3 separate regions of the Mus musculus genome follow, and regions 2 and 3 are each linked to region 1. The links are chromatin contacts, called in public Hi-C and promoter capture Hi-C maps. All regions are on one chromosome and are shown on one strand. Each heading gives the region's core, a stretch centred on a gene start, on an enhancer-like site or on the middle of the called end of the contact. The rest is flanking DNA. Distances are from core to core; before and after follow the strand shown. Region 1 holds the start of Rhcg (Rhesus blood group-associated C glycoprotein). Region 2 holds the start of Kif7 (kinesin family member 7). Region 3 holds the start of Plin1 (perilipin 1).

Evidence for each region. Hi-C and Micro-C count contacts between places; a contact is called where the count stands out from the background. Capture Hi-C pulls out chosen DNA fragments and counts their contacts.
Region 2: a contact with region 1 is called in a Hi-C map of embryonic stem cells, with 1.9 times the contacts expected there. The contact joins the promoter of Kif7 here to the promoter of Rhcg in region 1. A contact is called at or near these places in 24 of 39 promoter capture datasets (the 3T3-L1 cell line, 3T3-L1-derived adipocytes, the C10 cell line and 12 more), 8 of 15 datasets of contacts at CTCF or cohesin (the G1E-ER4 cell line, the NIH/3T3 cell line, embryonic stem cells and 5 more), 150 of 484 Hi-C or Micro-C datasets (the 63-12 cell line, the AML12 cell line, the AtT-20 cell line and 71 more), 16 of 115 datasets of contacts at active chromatin or transcription factors (Th17 cells, astrocytes, embryonic stem cells and 4 more) and 5 of 9 other capture datasets (adipose tissue, embryonic stem cells, liver and 2 more).
Region 3: a promoter capture Hi-C map of liver shows a contact between it and region 1. The contact joins the promoter of Plin1 here to the promoter of Rhcg in region 1. A contact is called at or near these places in 25 of 39 promoter capture datasets (the 3T3-L1 cell line, 3T3-L1-derived adipocytes, the C10 cell line and 14 more), 8 of 15 datasets of contacts at CTCF or cohesin (the G1E-ER4 cell line, the NIH/3T3 cell line, embryonic stem cells and 5 more), 173 of 484 Hi-C or Micro-C datasets (the 63-12 cell line, the AML12 cell line, the AtT-20 cell line and 82 more), 17 of 115 datasets of contacts at active chromatin or transcription factors (Th17 cells, astrocytes, bone marrow-derived dendritic cells and 6 more) and 5 of 9 other capture datasets (adipose tissue, embryonic stem cells, liver and 2 more).

The regions. Positions count from the first base shown.
Region 1 is chr7:79,615,867-79,620,068 of GRCm38.p6, reverse strand. It overlaps Rhcg (Rhesus blood group-associated C glycoprotein), which reads left to right and starts at 2,412. Exons shown (of 11, transcript NM_019799.3): 1 at 2,412-2,729. The coding sequence starts at 2,543.
Region 2 is chr7:79,713,984-79,717,929 of GRCm38.p6, reverse strand. Kif7 (kinesin family member 7) reads left to right here and starts at 2,223. Exons shown (of 19, transcript NM_001291222.2): 1 at 2,223-2,265; 2 at 3,748-3,946. The coding sequence starts at 3,772.
Region 3 is chr7:79,731,149-79,735,678 of GRCm38.p6, reverse strand. It overlaps Plin1 (perilipin 1), which reads left to right and starts at 2,903. Exons shown (of 9, transcript NM_001113471.1): 1 at 2,903-2,937; 2 at 3,524-3,582. The coding sequence starts at 3,538.

The DNA of each region.
Region 1 (4,202 bases), core at 1,163-3,662:
CCTTGAGTTCCTTGTGCTCTGAATACACTCACTGCCCAGCCTATCAAATCCAGGCCCTCTGTGAAGGGCAATGTCAGGGCTCCCTTATGCTACTCGTGAGGAACCAGGCTGGCCTGTGACTCCAGGGCTGACCCACAGAGGTTCTCTAGGGCTCTTCAGTCAGCATCCTGGACCTGGGTCACACTATTCTGGGTCCAGTAAGCAGTCCCTAAAAGAGAGTCCAGGTTCCAGCCATATAGGGGTGCCAGGGGGCTCTGATAGAGGCATGGGCAGCCCTTGGCATGAGTGTGCCACCTCTGCTTCCTTATCTAGCCCTAAGGTAGTCGTTCTGCTGAGTAGGCCTCGTACATATCCTTGCCAGGCCTGTTCTCAGAGACAGTGCCACCCGCTGGCTCTTCTCAGTCAGTGTCTGTTCCTTCATGGAACCAAGAGGCCTGGGGATCTGCCTGCATGTGACAACTGTCTGTGCACCCCACTTCTCTCCATTGTCATGGGCCTAGATGTCACCCCCATTAAGGATGTGCTTGCCTGACATCAAGCCTCTTTTTACCTCTGGCCGTGAAGGACCAACAGCATGGTGGGTCTCAGCCTTTGAAAGCAAATGGCCTAGGGTATGAATCTCTCTCTGGTAAGGTCTTCAGCCTACCAGAGAACTCAATTTCACTTCCAGCATGTGGCTACAACATCTACCTTATGAACTGCTGCAAATTTAAAGGTACATAGGAGAATTTTCCCACAGCAGGCTCTTACTAAATGTTCCCTCTTGCTGGCAAGGCTCCTTTGGTGTTTGGTTGTTTCCAAACATGACAATGCTCTGCTGAGGATTAGGACCTTGCGTGGTTAGAAACACATACTGCAGGCTGGAGAGATGGCTCAGTGGTTAAGAGCACTGACTGCTCTTCCAGAGGTCCTGAGTTCAATTCCCAGCAACCACATGGTGGCTCACAACCATCTGTAATGAGATCTGATGCCCTCTTCTGGGGTGTCTGAAGACAGCTACAGTGTACTCATGTATATAAAATAAATAAATCTTAAAAACCATACACTGCTCTTACAGAGGACCCAAATTCAGTTCCCAGCACACACATGCGGTGCCTCACAGCTCCCTGTAACTTCTGGTCCAGGACCAAATGCCTTTGGCTTCCACGGGTGTCTGCACGCAAGTGGACACATGCCTCCAGGGAACAACTTGTGGGAGTTGGTTCTCTCTTCCCACCATGTGGGTCTGAGGGCTCTAACTCAAGACTTGATGGCAGGCATCTTTACCAGCTGAGTCATCTTGCCAGGTCCAGCATCCTTCTTAAAAGCAAGATGAGCCGGGCAGTGGTGGTGCACGCCTTTAATCCCAGCACTTGGGAGGCAGAGGCAGGCAGATTTCTGAGTTTGAGGCCAGCCTGGTCTACAGAATGAGTTTCAGGACAGCCAGGGCTACACAGAGAAACCCTGTCTGGGAAAAAATAAAAACAACAACAAAAAAAAGCAAGATAACTGATGCTTGTGTTCTAGCCAGTTCCTACTGTTGGACAGTGTGTCTGGAATCAGTGGCACAAGCTTAGGGATTCTTAGGTCTTTCCATGTGTCCATGAATTCCTTCCCATGTACTTCCATCGGCGCCAGATTTACAGCCTTACTTGCCAATAGGTAATACATGTGGCTGAGCATTGATCATTGTGTGGGGAACTCTGCAGACTCCACTATGCCAGCATGGGGTACCACTGTCTTGTGGAAGGAAGGGAGGAAGGAAGGAAGGAAGGAAGGAAGGAAGGAAGGAAGGAAGGAAGGAAGACATAAATAAAATAAAATAAAGATGTAAAGAGTTGGGGAGATGTCTATTTATGTTGAGTAGCACAAGCTGTATGTGAATAATATTCCAACGGTCATTCCTGTGCCCTCTCGGACAGGCTTGAAAGACTAAATGCATGTAGATGGCATAGAACTGATGGTTTTCATTTTCTTCCTCATGCTTTTCTGTACCCGCCCCCCCACGCTTCTCGGGTCTGGGGCAGTCTCTCCTTTTTCCTTTACTTTCTATTCATTCATCTCCTTTAAAGTTCATGAACTGAAAAAGGAAAGGATCTTAAGTGGTGGGTAGCTCAAGTCGGAGGCTTGAGGCAGGATTGCCAAGTGTTTGAAACCAGCCTAGATTACCGAAGGTGTGTCCTAAAAAGGATGAGGGGAGGGGGGTGATGGGGATAGTGATTCCAGTCTGGGAATTCTTTGTTCTAATCTGGATGAGTGATGAGCATCCTCTCTCCCAGTTCACCCGAACAGGGCGGGAAAGGCCAGGCATCGACGGGACGCGCAGAAGTTGGGGCGTTCTACATCTTCCTTCTGCCCTGCTCCCATCACCTGGAGCTTTCCTTCTAGGGGTACTGGGCTCGGGAGGCCCCGCGGGACTCTCGCCGGTTGGGTAGAGCCCGAGGCGCGTGGGCGGCACCATGGTCAGCTGTTCCGCGTCCGCCCCGCCCAGTGTCCCGGTCCTTTAAGCGTCTCCCTGGTCTCGGAGCCCAGCGTTCAGAGCAAGCGGCCAGCAGTGCGGAGCATGGCCTGGAACACCAACCTTCGGGGGCGGCTGCCCATCACCTGCCTGATCCTGCAAGTGACCATGGTGGTTCTCTTTGGCGTGTTCGTGCGCTACGACATCCAAGCCGATGCTCACTGGTGGTTGGAGAAGAAGCGCAAGAACATCTCCAGCGACGTTGAGAACGAGTTTTACTATCGCTACCCGAGTAAGTCCTATGGCCCGCAGATTCACTTAAGGAGTCTCCTGATAGACCCTAGCTAGTTGGGCGGGCGCCTGACTGGGCTCCGCATTAGGTCCGCCCCTGGCTCTGACAGGCTGGAGATGGAGGGGGCCAATGATGCCCCACAGTTCCCAGCTGGTCCCAGGGTAGAATCTGCACCAGGGTACAGCCTGAGCCAGTCACTGGAGAAATGGTCAGATGTGCTCACACTTTGAAAGTCTGGTAGAGGCAGTCACCTGAAACAAGTGGGCCGATTTTGTGATTGTTGTTTGGTTAGTTTGAGTTTTTTTTTTCTTCTTCTTCTTCTTCTTCTTTTTATTTAACCTTCATCTCTCTCCCAGCCATCAGATGCCTCCTGTGTCCCTGGCCTACTTGGTGTCGTCAAAAGCCAGAATTCCACCTTTACCACCTAAGTAGCAGGTGATCTGGCTTGCACACACCTCACATATAGATAGATGTCAGGGATCACAATGATGGCATGATAGCTCTCCACTTCTGATACTGAGACTGTGTGTGGGACCAGAGGTGGTGCTGGGCCACAAGGTCCCAGGGTTTGGGAAAAAGCCAGTGGCCACCCTTCCTTTTCCTGGGATTTTTCTGCATCCGTGAAGCTATGAAGCTATGGCTAAGAATATGGCTGTAGGGGCTGGAGAGATGGCTCAACAGTTAAGAGCATTGGCTACTTTTCCAGAAGACCAGGGGTTTGATTCTTAGCCCTTAAATGGTTGCTCACAACCATCTATAACTCCAGTTCCAGGGAATCTGATGCCCTCTTTTGCCCTCCCTGGGCACCAGGCACACATGTCAAGCATTCAGGTAAAACACTCTAACAGATTTTTAAAAGACGATGAAGAAGAATATGGCCCTTAAGTGACAAACCTCTCTTCTATCGTGGCTCTGCTGCTTCAGGGTGGGCGGTCTCAGGCCGGTGCCAATCAAAATGAACCTTAACTTCCTTCTCTATGGGGTGATGGTGTGAGGAGGGGTGTGAGGGACAGGACTGGGAGCAATCCTCACTTTACAACAAAGCAGTCAATCACAAGAGCACTACACACAGGCACCTTAAGACTTTAGGCATCTCTGGGAGCTTATGAGCAGCCCAAGGTCACTCCAGGCAGCCTAACCTTGGACTCCCAGCCCAGGACCCAGTCATTGCCCTTGTGCTTTCTGAGAGTTTCCACTTTGTCCACTAGCAGCCAATGACAATTCCTCTACCAGTTGGTGCTCATGCAGTCATGGGCCATTGAATTTTTTTTTGAGGGAACTCTGAAGGTTTTCTCTCCAGCAGCTGCCTATATCAACCTTTGTTCCCTCTGTGGCTTGTATGCTCAGCAGCGGAGCATTCTCTGTTTCTGGAAATAAAGGGGCTCAATTCAGGGCTGTGTGTTTCAAAAGAGGTCTCGGCATCTGTAGTTTCAGAATCCATAGTGCAAACCCGCTTTTCATGTTGCCAAACTT
Region 2 (3,946 bases), core at 974-3,473, 98 kb before region 1:
CACCATTACCTGCCCACTGGAAAGGGTGAGGAAAAGGTTACTTCTTTGTAAAGTCATGAATTCCTATGGGCAGTTCCAGTGATGTCTAACGCCACAGAATGCCACAATTTTACCATAACATTCACAGCTTTGGTGTTACTTCCCCTGTAACTTAATTACTGTAATTGCTGTTATAATTACAGTCATAACTCCTCTGGAAAACGTGAGGTTCCATCAATTACCGTGTGAGCTTTATGCAGCTCCGCGGCTGGCTTCTTGGCAGTCACAGCCTAAATGAATCTCTTCTGTTGTCTCCGTGGCAGGCTGCTTTGCACTTTGTGTTACTCCTGCTCAGGGCTCCAACTGTTTGGGACCCACCGTGCAATTCCACAGCATGCTGAGCCTCTAGCTGCAATTCCACTCTAGCTGAGCCTGCATTGCCCTATTGCTTTATCTCCTTCACGGAACTGTATTTTATAGGAAGTGCCACAACTTCTGGTGGCTCCCAAGCATCAGCTCTCATGCATCTAACAGAGAGCTGCCTGGTGTCCTCTTGGTGGCCCTTCCTTATACTCCTATTTGAAAAGTCTAGGATATGGTTGTGGATGGCTCCTCAGTCTGTCATCTCCTGAGGCCCTATAGGGCCATCACCCTGTCGGAGCTTAGCTCAGGGATGAGCAGAGCACGTGACATACAGGAAGTGAAGGAAAGAACCTAGGGACAGATCACTTGATCCCAAGAGCATGCCACACCACGTGGTGATGCTCCCTCACTCCTCTGGGTACTTAGTGTCTGTAGATGACAGATCATACATGTGGGAGAGCAGGCACTGTTGTTGCCCCTGACTCAACCTGCTGGGGATTGTTAGTCTGGAACTCCTGCCCGTGCCCTGCACAAGTTGGGAAACCCATCTGCCCTCCTTTCCTCCAACTCTGCCCTCCCAGAGAAAATGTCTGGCTAACACATCATCACTTTATCACTCTTGGGCTCCCCGTTGCCAGCAACCCACCCAAGAGTGCCCACCCAGGGGCTCAGTTTTTGACCATGTGTGAACATCACCCCAGCTCCTTGCTGGCACTCCTCACCTAAACTCTATAAAAGCCCCTTGCTTTAGCGGATGTGTGACGTCACTGACCTCCACCTGTGAGATCGGTGAACCCACCAGAGATCTGCCTCCTAATAAACCTGCCTGTATCTACTTTTAATCTGGTCTAATCTGGCCTGTATCTGTGTCACCAAGGGAGAGAATATGCCTATCAGGGACCCCCGGCCCCTGCTTATCTTACCAATGAGACACCACATGGCCTCATCATTGGCCTCACTTCAGGCTGTGATTCTACTGTATGGGGCTGAGTGTTTTCTCATATAGATCTGGGAGAACTGGACATTTCTGCAGCCTTTAATTATGCTGCCTCTATAGCAGGCAGTCATCTGAATACATCTATCAAAATTTGTTTTTCTTTAGTGGTGTTTTAAGTGATAAATATGTATTCTGGGATGGTGGTGGTTATTCGTGGTACTTGGGATAAAAAAACAAGACTTCCCTCATGCTAGGCAAATGCCCCACTCTGCCTCTCCCAGTCTGCTTTCCAGATTTTTTATTTTTGTGTTTGTCCAGAGGCTACACCTCTGTAGCCAGGATGGTGCTGATCCCCTGCTGCTCAAGGATTCTGCAGAGTTCTGGGATTATAGGCATGGGCCACTCACCCTGGCTTGGATTCTAGATTTGAATTACAAATTCAACAAAGCATGGTGTTTCCAGTCAAAGAGATGGACAGCCAGCTTTGCCTCTCTGGATGACAAGTGTCCCTTGACAGTGACTCTAAACTGCGATTGAATCTCATAAATCCTAAAATGAGACATAGTTTTAGGAACTAAAACTTCCTAGGGAAGGTGGTTTTGTTGTTGTTACGTTTTGTTTTTAATGAGGATTATGGCTTAACCCTGGGAGCAGAAAGAAAGAAGTGGGTCTATGAGAAGACAGATGTCTGGTGCCGATTTCCCAGTTTTCTAAGACCTGAAGAGAAGCCACTGGCTGCTTCCCTGGGCCCGCCCCCCGGCAGAGGCCCGCCCCTCCCCCATAGGAGGGCCCGCCCAGCCCCGTCTGCGGACCGACTTGGAGGCGCCCTGCCTGCGCCTCCGCCCCCGAGCGCCGGGGCAGGCGGGGTTGCGGGTGAAGGGAGGGATGTTTGGGGGGGCGGGGGTCCCGATGACGGCATCGGAGCGCGCCGGGTCGGGGCGCCGAGCTTGGCTGCGCGTCCCGGGACTGCGCTCGCACTCTGGCAGGTGGGTGTGGGTCCCGAGGGGATGGAGGGCTAGACAGGGCTCACCCGGGAGGCGACTGAGCAGCCCCCCATCTGTGCCCCTCAGCTTACTGCGAGCTCCCTCACTGGGCGGGCCGGGCCAGGAGGAGCAGCCTGCGAGGGTCCACGTTTGTAATCACTTTTGCAAACTTTCCGGGAGGGCCTGTTCCCAGAGGCCGATCGCGCGGGTGGAGTTGTCAGGGCGCCTTTGAGGCTCGGAGCCTTGATTGTGGGGAAGGAGAAGCCGGGACCACACACAGCTCCAGAGTCTACCTGGGGATTGGAGTGCCGCCAGGCACTGTTACCTCTGTGTACCCAGGCTCCAGCACCTAACCAGAACCGAATGAATGAGCGGTTATACAAGCAGAGATGCTAAACAGTAAATACGAAAACAACGAAGTGTAGCGTGGGATACTGCGGTTGAAGAATGTGGTGAGAAAGGAGAAGGCGAGATTGGGGGCGGGAGGGGTCCTCACGGATTGCTAGATAGTATTGTACCCTGTGCTGGGTGCTGATGATAGAGTTCGAAATAGACAAAGAGGGTTCTTGCTTTCCATGGGGAGAGAGACTCTGGCTCTGGCATCCGTGTGGTCAGTGTCTGATGTGGGCAGCACAAAGGGCTGTCTGTAGTGGTGATGGGACAGAGCAGAGCAGCTTCCCTGGCCCTGTGGGGAAGGTGAGCCCAGCCCAAGCGTGGGTGGATGAAGATGGTAACACAGAGGTTGATGGCCTGAGAGGAAAGGCATGGTATTCAGGAGATGGGGAAGGTAGGGAGTGTGTTCTAAGCTTCCTTTATTGTTAGTGGGGTGTAAAAATGAGACTGTCACAACTGTGTTTTTGAAAGATGCTCTAGACTGCGCGGTTGGAGAGGTCGGGGAGACTGAAACTCGGAAAGGGAGCAGGCAGAAGTTATCCCTTCAGGGTGTCAGCAGCATGACTGGTTTTGGCAACAGGATGAGGAGTGTAGCTGATAATCTTGAGAGATACTTAGGAGATAGAACTGGCAGAGTTGGGGGTGGGTGGGTATGGGGGACTTTTGGTATAGCATTGGAAATGTAAATGAGCTAAATACCTAATAAAAAATGGAAAAAAAAAAGAACTGGCAGAGTTTAGTGATAGGAATTTGGTCTTGAAGGATCTTTTGGCTTCTTTGAAGAAGATGGGCAGGTGTCAAGCAGTTTCAGGGAGGAGCAATGGTAGAGACTTAGAAGGGGGAGTGGGACAGCTGGAACACAAAAACCGGAGATATCAAGTGCTGGGGCTTTTTTTATTTTTTATTTTTTGGCCAGGGGAGGATGTCAAGAAAAGTTACTGTGGCTTTATGGTTTTGTGGTTTGTGTCAGTTGGGTGCCCCTTTGGGCAGATGCTCTGAACTTTGACTACCCCTCCGTCAGTCTCCCCAAAGCTATGTGGTCTGGCCCCTGTAGTACAGGCCAGTGGCAAGGGCCTTTTCTTTTCTCTGCAGATTCCGTAGCTGCTGTCCTTCAAGATGGGGCTGGAGGCCCAGAGGCTGCCTGGGGCTGAGGAGGCCCCCGTGAGGGTGGCCCTTCGAGTTCGCCCATTGCTGCCCAAGGAGCTGCTGCATGGTCATCAGAGTTGCCTGCGTGTGGAGCCTGAGCGGGGTCGAATCACCCTGGGGCGGGACCGACACTTTGGGTTCCATG
Region 3 (4,530 bases), core at 1,654-4,153, 120 kb before region 1:
AGAACTGCCATCTTCTAGAATCTGGAATCTCAGTGGGCCCTGCTACCTCATCCTCTTATCTTTCTCCTCAGCTAACCCTCTCTACCTGGGTCCACATTTGTGAGGGATTTCAAACACTGGGAAGCCCTGGGGAGCTGTGTAGCTGGGCTTGTGGCTACTTTGTGGGTTCTTTTCTCTTCCACCCTTTTCCACCCCTCTTCCCTTTCAACCCCAACACTAGGTAGGAGAGAAAGAAATTCCCGAGTCAAGCCCAGGATAGGAAAAGGGACGACCATGTTATTAGACTACTGCCTGCTGATTCGGGGCACTGAGTTCCTCGGGGCAAGTTTGATCTTCACCATCAGGATATCTAATGTCCTCTTTTTGTCTCTTTGCACGCGACTACTTGACAAACCGCAACCAACCGCAACCAACCTCAACCAACAGCATCCAAGAATGAAGCAAATCATAGTCCCCGGCTGTTAAGCAGCCTCATATCCTCCAAACCTGGGATTGAAACGAAAACATATTCCCACACTATTTCTGTGTTCTTTAAAGAAACCAACATTGTCAGCTACAGGGCAGCACAGGGCAGCACACCAACAGTTGTGCATCACTGCTGAGCACTGACACAGCACACGTCTCAGTGCCCTGCTTGGCTTGGGGACCCACCTGTCCACAGAGTGGTCAAGACCTCTGCTCTCCTGGAGAGGAGTAGCATGAGATAGCTCCTCTGCCCATCCCCCTGTGGTGTTGGCGAACCGCCTCTCACCCTCGCCCTTAGGATCTGCCTGGCGCTTTCCCTTGTCACCTTTCACCCACATCCTAGAATCCGTACAGAAGCAGCCAAAGGACCGGCTTTGTCAGCAGAGCTTTCAGGCACAGAGCCCTATATCCTCTCTGGCCCAAAGCCACTGCCTGGGAAGGCAGGCTGCCCTTTAGCCTGGGCTGTGTCCAGATGCAAGTCTCCCAGATTACTCGTCCTGAACCTTGAAGCAAAGGCAGAGGCCACTTTACACGCTCCCCTCCTTCCCCACTGCTGTCTTACAGCCCAAAGGCTCAGACCAAGATTAATAAGTATCAAATGCATGACATATTCATTACCTCTTCTGGAAGCTCCTTGTTCCACACCCCTCCCTTTCCTGGCATCTTGTTCCCTGTTTTATTATACTGAAGATAAAATTTACTACCAAGGATCTATCGGTAGCCTTTCTCACATCCTTATTGTTTATTGCATTTATGCATTTATTTGGGGTGTGTGTGCGTGTGTGTGCGTGTGTGTGTGTGTGTGTGTGTGTGTGTGTGTGTGTGTGTGTATGTGTGTATTCGTGTGCACTTGGACACACCCGCACTTATACACATGCTCAAATGTCACAGCATGCATATGGAGGTCAAAGGACATCTTGCCAGTGTCAATTCTCTCCTTCAATTCTTTGGGACCCAGGGATTGAACTTTGCAGCCAGGCTTGGTGGCAATCACCTTGACCTGCTGAGCCATTTTGGTGACCCTACTCAGTGCCTCTCCATCCTGTTACCCATACTAACAACTTAGTAGACTCAACAACATCAACTCTGGTGAATAGGGACTAACCGTGCTGCCGTCCTCTCGTTCACTGTGATTACGAGGCCCTTTCTAGTTGGTCTAAAGACACAGCTTGGCACCACAGTGCTCCATCAACATTAATCAGAAACTAAAGTTTGAGTTTGGGCTTGAGTTCCTGTTGAGGAAGGAATAGCAACGGATAATTCTTGGCTGTCTGGGTGCTGTTGGTTGGCAAAACCAACCAACCAGCCAACCAGCCAACCAGCAACCAACCAACCAACCAACAACCAACCAACCAAACCAGCTGTCAACACCTTTACTTGTCCAGACATAAGTGAACAAAACCAAATAGTTCTCCTCCTTCTTGTTCTGGTGGCATCTCAGGCTAAGTAAAGTTCCCTCCCTCCCTCCCTCCCTCCCTCCCTCCCTCCCTCCCTCCCTCCCTCTCTCCCTCCCTCCCTCCCTCCCTCCCTCCCTCCCTCCCTCTCTCCCTCCCTCCCTCCCTCCCTCCCTCTCTCTCTCTCCCTCCCTCCCTCTTTCCTTTCCTCAGTACTGAAGATCAAACCAGGGCTTTCCACATGCCAGGTCAGAAAGCACTCTGGCATGGAGCTCCACCCCCAGCCCCTAGCTTTATGAGACACGAGCTTGCTATTTAGCTCAGGCTACCCTCAAACTGTCAATTCCATCTCAGCCTCCTGAGTTCTGGGATTACTGGCACGTGCCACAACAGCCAGCTTCAAAATGTTTTCTTTAACCCTGGGGGTTTACAGAGGATGAGACATCTCCTGCGGAGCCTGGTTACTAAGAGCTCAACTCTTACTGCTCTATCTAGTCTTTTTTTTTTTTTTTTTTTTTTTTTTTTTTTTGCAGGTAATTGATCTTGATAGCTATAGACTAACACATGAAGGTGAACCCTATCCCTGTGTGGGTTTGAATCATGCTGCTCAATAGTCATCCTTGCTAGCAAACAAGAAAGGATGGAATAATGTTTGAATATTGTTCCATAGAAACTTCTCAGGAAAGGGACCAGAGATTATAGGATGACATGTAACTTTGAGTTTAGAAGTTTAATGGCACACATTGCAGTGGCTTCTTTATGGAAAGCAATTTCTGTCCATTGAAAGCCAGAAATATTCTGGAACTTCTCTGGGCTCTGACAAATGAGTCCTTCAGCTCTGAGAACCACCTCTTTATTGCCTAAACATCCCCCATAGAAGTTAGGGTGAGCCCAGGGGACACCCTGGGTCAGACAGCTAAGGCAATGGGCCGGCCCAGCTTTCTCTTCCTCTTTGCCCTCCTCTAGCTGGGAGGTCTGAGAGGCATTGCCCAAGATTCCCTGGAGTGGCTGCAAGTGTTTCTGAGGAGGAGACCTTCCACAGCTGGGCTGTCTGAGACTGAGGTGGCGGTCTGCTGCAGTGAGTGTGGGGTCCTTGGGCGTCTGCCTTACCTAGCTGCTTTCTCGGTGTTACAGGCAAGGAGCTGGGAGAAAGAGCACCTGGGGGAAATGACCAAGGGGTGCAGAGATCTGCAGGGGGACCCCTGAGGAGAAGAATGAGAGACCAGGGGCACAGAGGGACCGGTGGCTTACCCATAAGACAGCTCTCTGAGAGAAGGCTTAACCTTGCTGGCAAGGTGAAGAAAAGACTAAGCTCTACCTAACACTCATTCTTTAGTCTCTTTCAGTCACAGATTTTTTCCTAAACCATTTCTCTCATCTCATTATCTTTATCTAATTGCCTACATTAATTTTTCTTGAGCAATTTAAAAAAACCATCAATTTTGAACAGATTATGCGGAGCTCATTTTGAGCAGACCAGGAAACTTCTTGTGTTGGGACCCCAAGGAACAATCTCTCCTATGTAACATTCGCCCTCCAACCTAGGCCAGCTGTGCTCCCAGATGGCTAGATGGTGGCCTTGAGAGGGAGGGAGGGAGGGAGGGAGGGAGCCTGTGAAAGACAAGCCTGCGGGCTTCTGATAGATCTGGGATTCTGCTTTGCAGCGTGGAGAGTAAGGATGTCAATGAACAAGGGCCCAACCCTGCTGGATGGAGACCTCCCTGTAAGTGACATGGGCTCGTGTGAGGTGGGAAATGGGCCACCAAGGGGGTGGGGGGGTGAGCAGAGAGGAAGAGTCAGGAGACTTCAAGCAAGATGTCTACCTTAGGTTCTGAACTCACTGTCTCTGTCCTTGCCACCTTTCACAGGGGTTTTGGGGGAAGGGGCGAGATAGCTATAGAGGTCTAAGAACCGTGGAGAGAAGGATAGGAATGCCGGCTGGGGCCTCGGGAGAGACAGAGGGAAAGAAGCCACCTGGTCCTAAACCCAGAAGCACAAGCTCACCACCCAGAAGGATGCGCGCGTCCTACAGAGCCCACGCATTCTGTGGCTTTGGCTTCAGCCCCTGATCCTCTTCTGCCGCACACAGCCTGTGCTGCCATGTGCGGGAATGAATTAGGAGTTTAGTCTGTTCGGGGTTTAGCTCTGGCCCAGTTCTCGCCACGATTTTGAGTAATTCTGATACTTTTACGTGTCCTTGACATCTTTTGCCAGGGCCTCTCTGATTTGGACCCAGTTCAGAGAGTGAACTTCAGGCGTATGACCCTGGAGGAGAGGACACTCATTCCAAAGTAGGCTTTAACTAAGCTCTGCACTAAGGGCGACTGTCTTCCTTTGTACTAAGTCATGAGAAAGGGGTCAATGGAGCACAAAAAACGCTAAACCTTCTAACCAACCATTAGTGGCTTCTTCCATTTCCAGACGGTTAAAGAGGGTGTTTCCTCTTGTAGTCAGAATGCCTTTCTCCCTCTGATATCTGACTCACTTGCAGGATGGAAAGCTAAAATCCGTGTGGCCTGCTCTGTCCTGGAGCCCAGGCAGGTCTATTTGATGGCTCTGTTAACTCAGCCTCCCGCAAGCAGAGCCCGACTCAGGGAGCAGCCCCAGCAAGTTACAGTGCCGATTAAGAGAGCTCTAGGCATCTACCCTGGATCCTTACAGCTTCCCACCC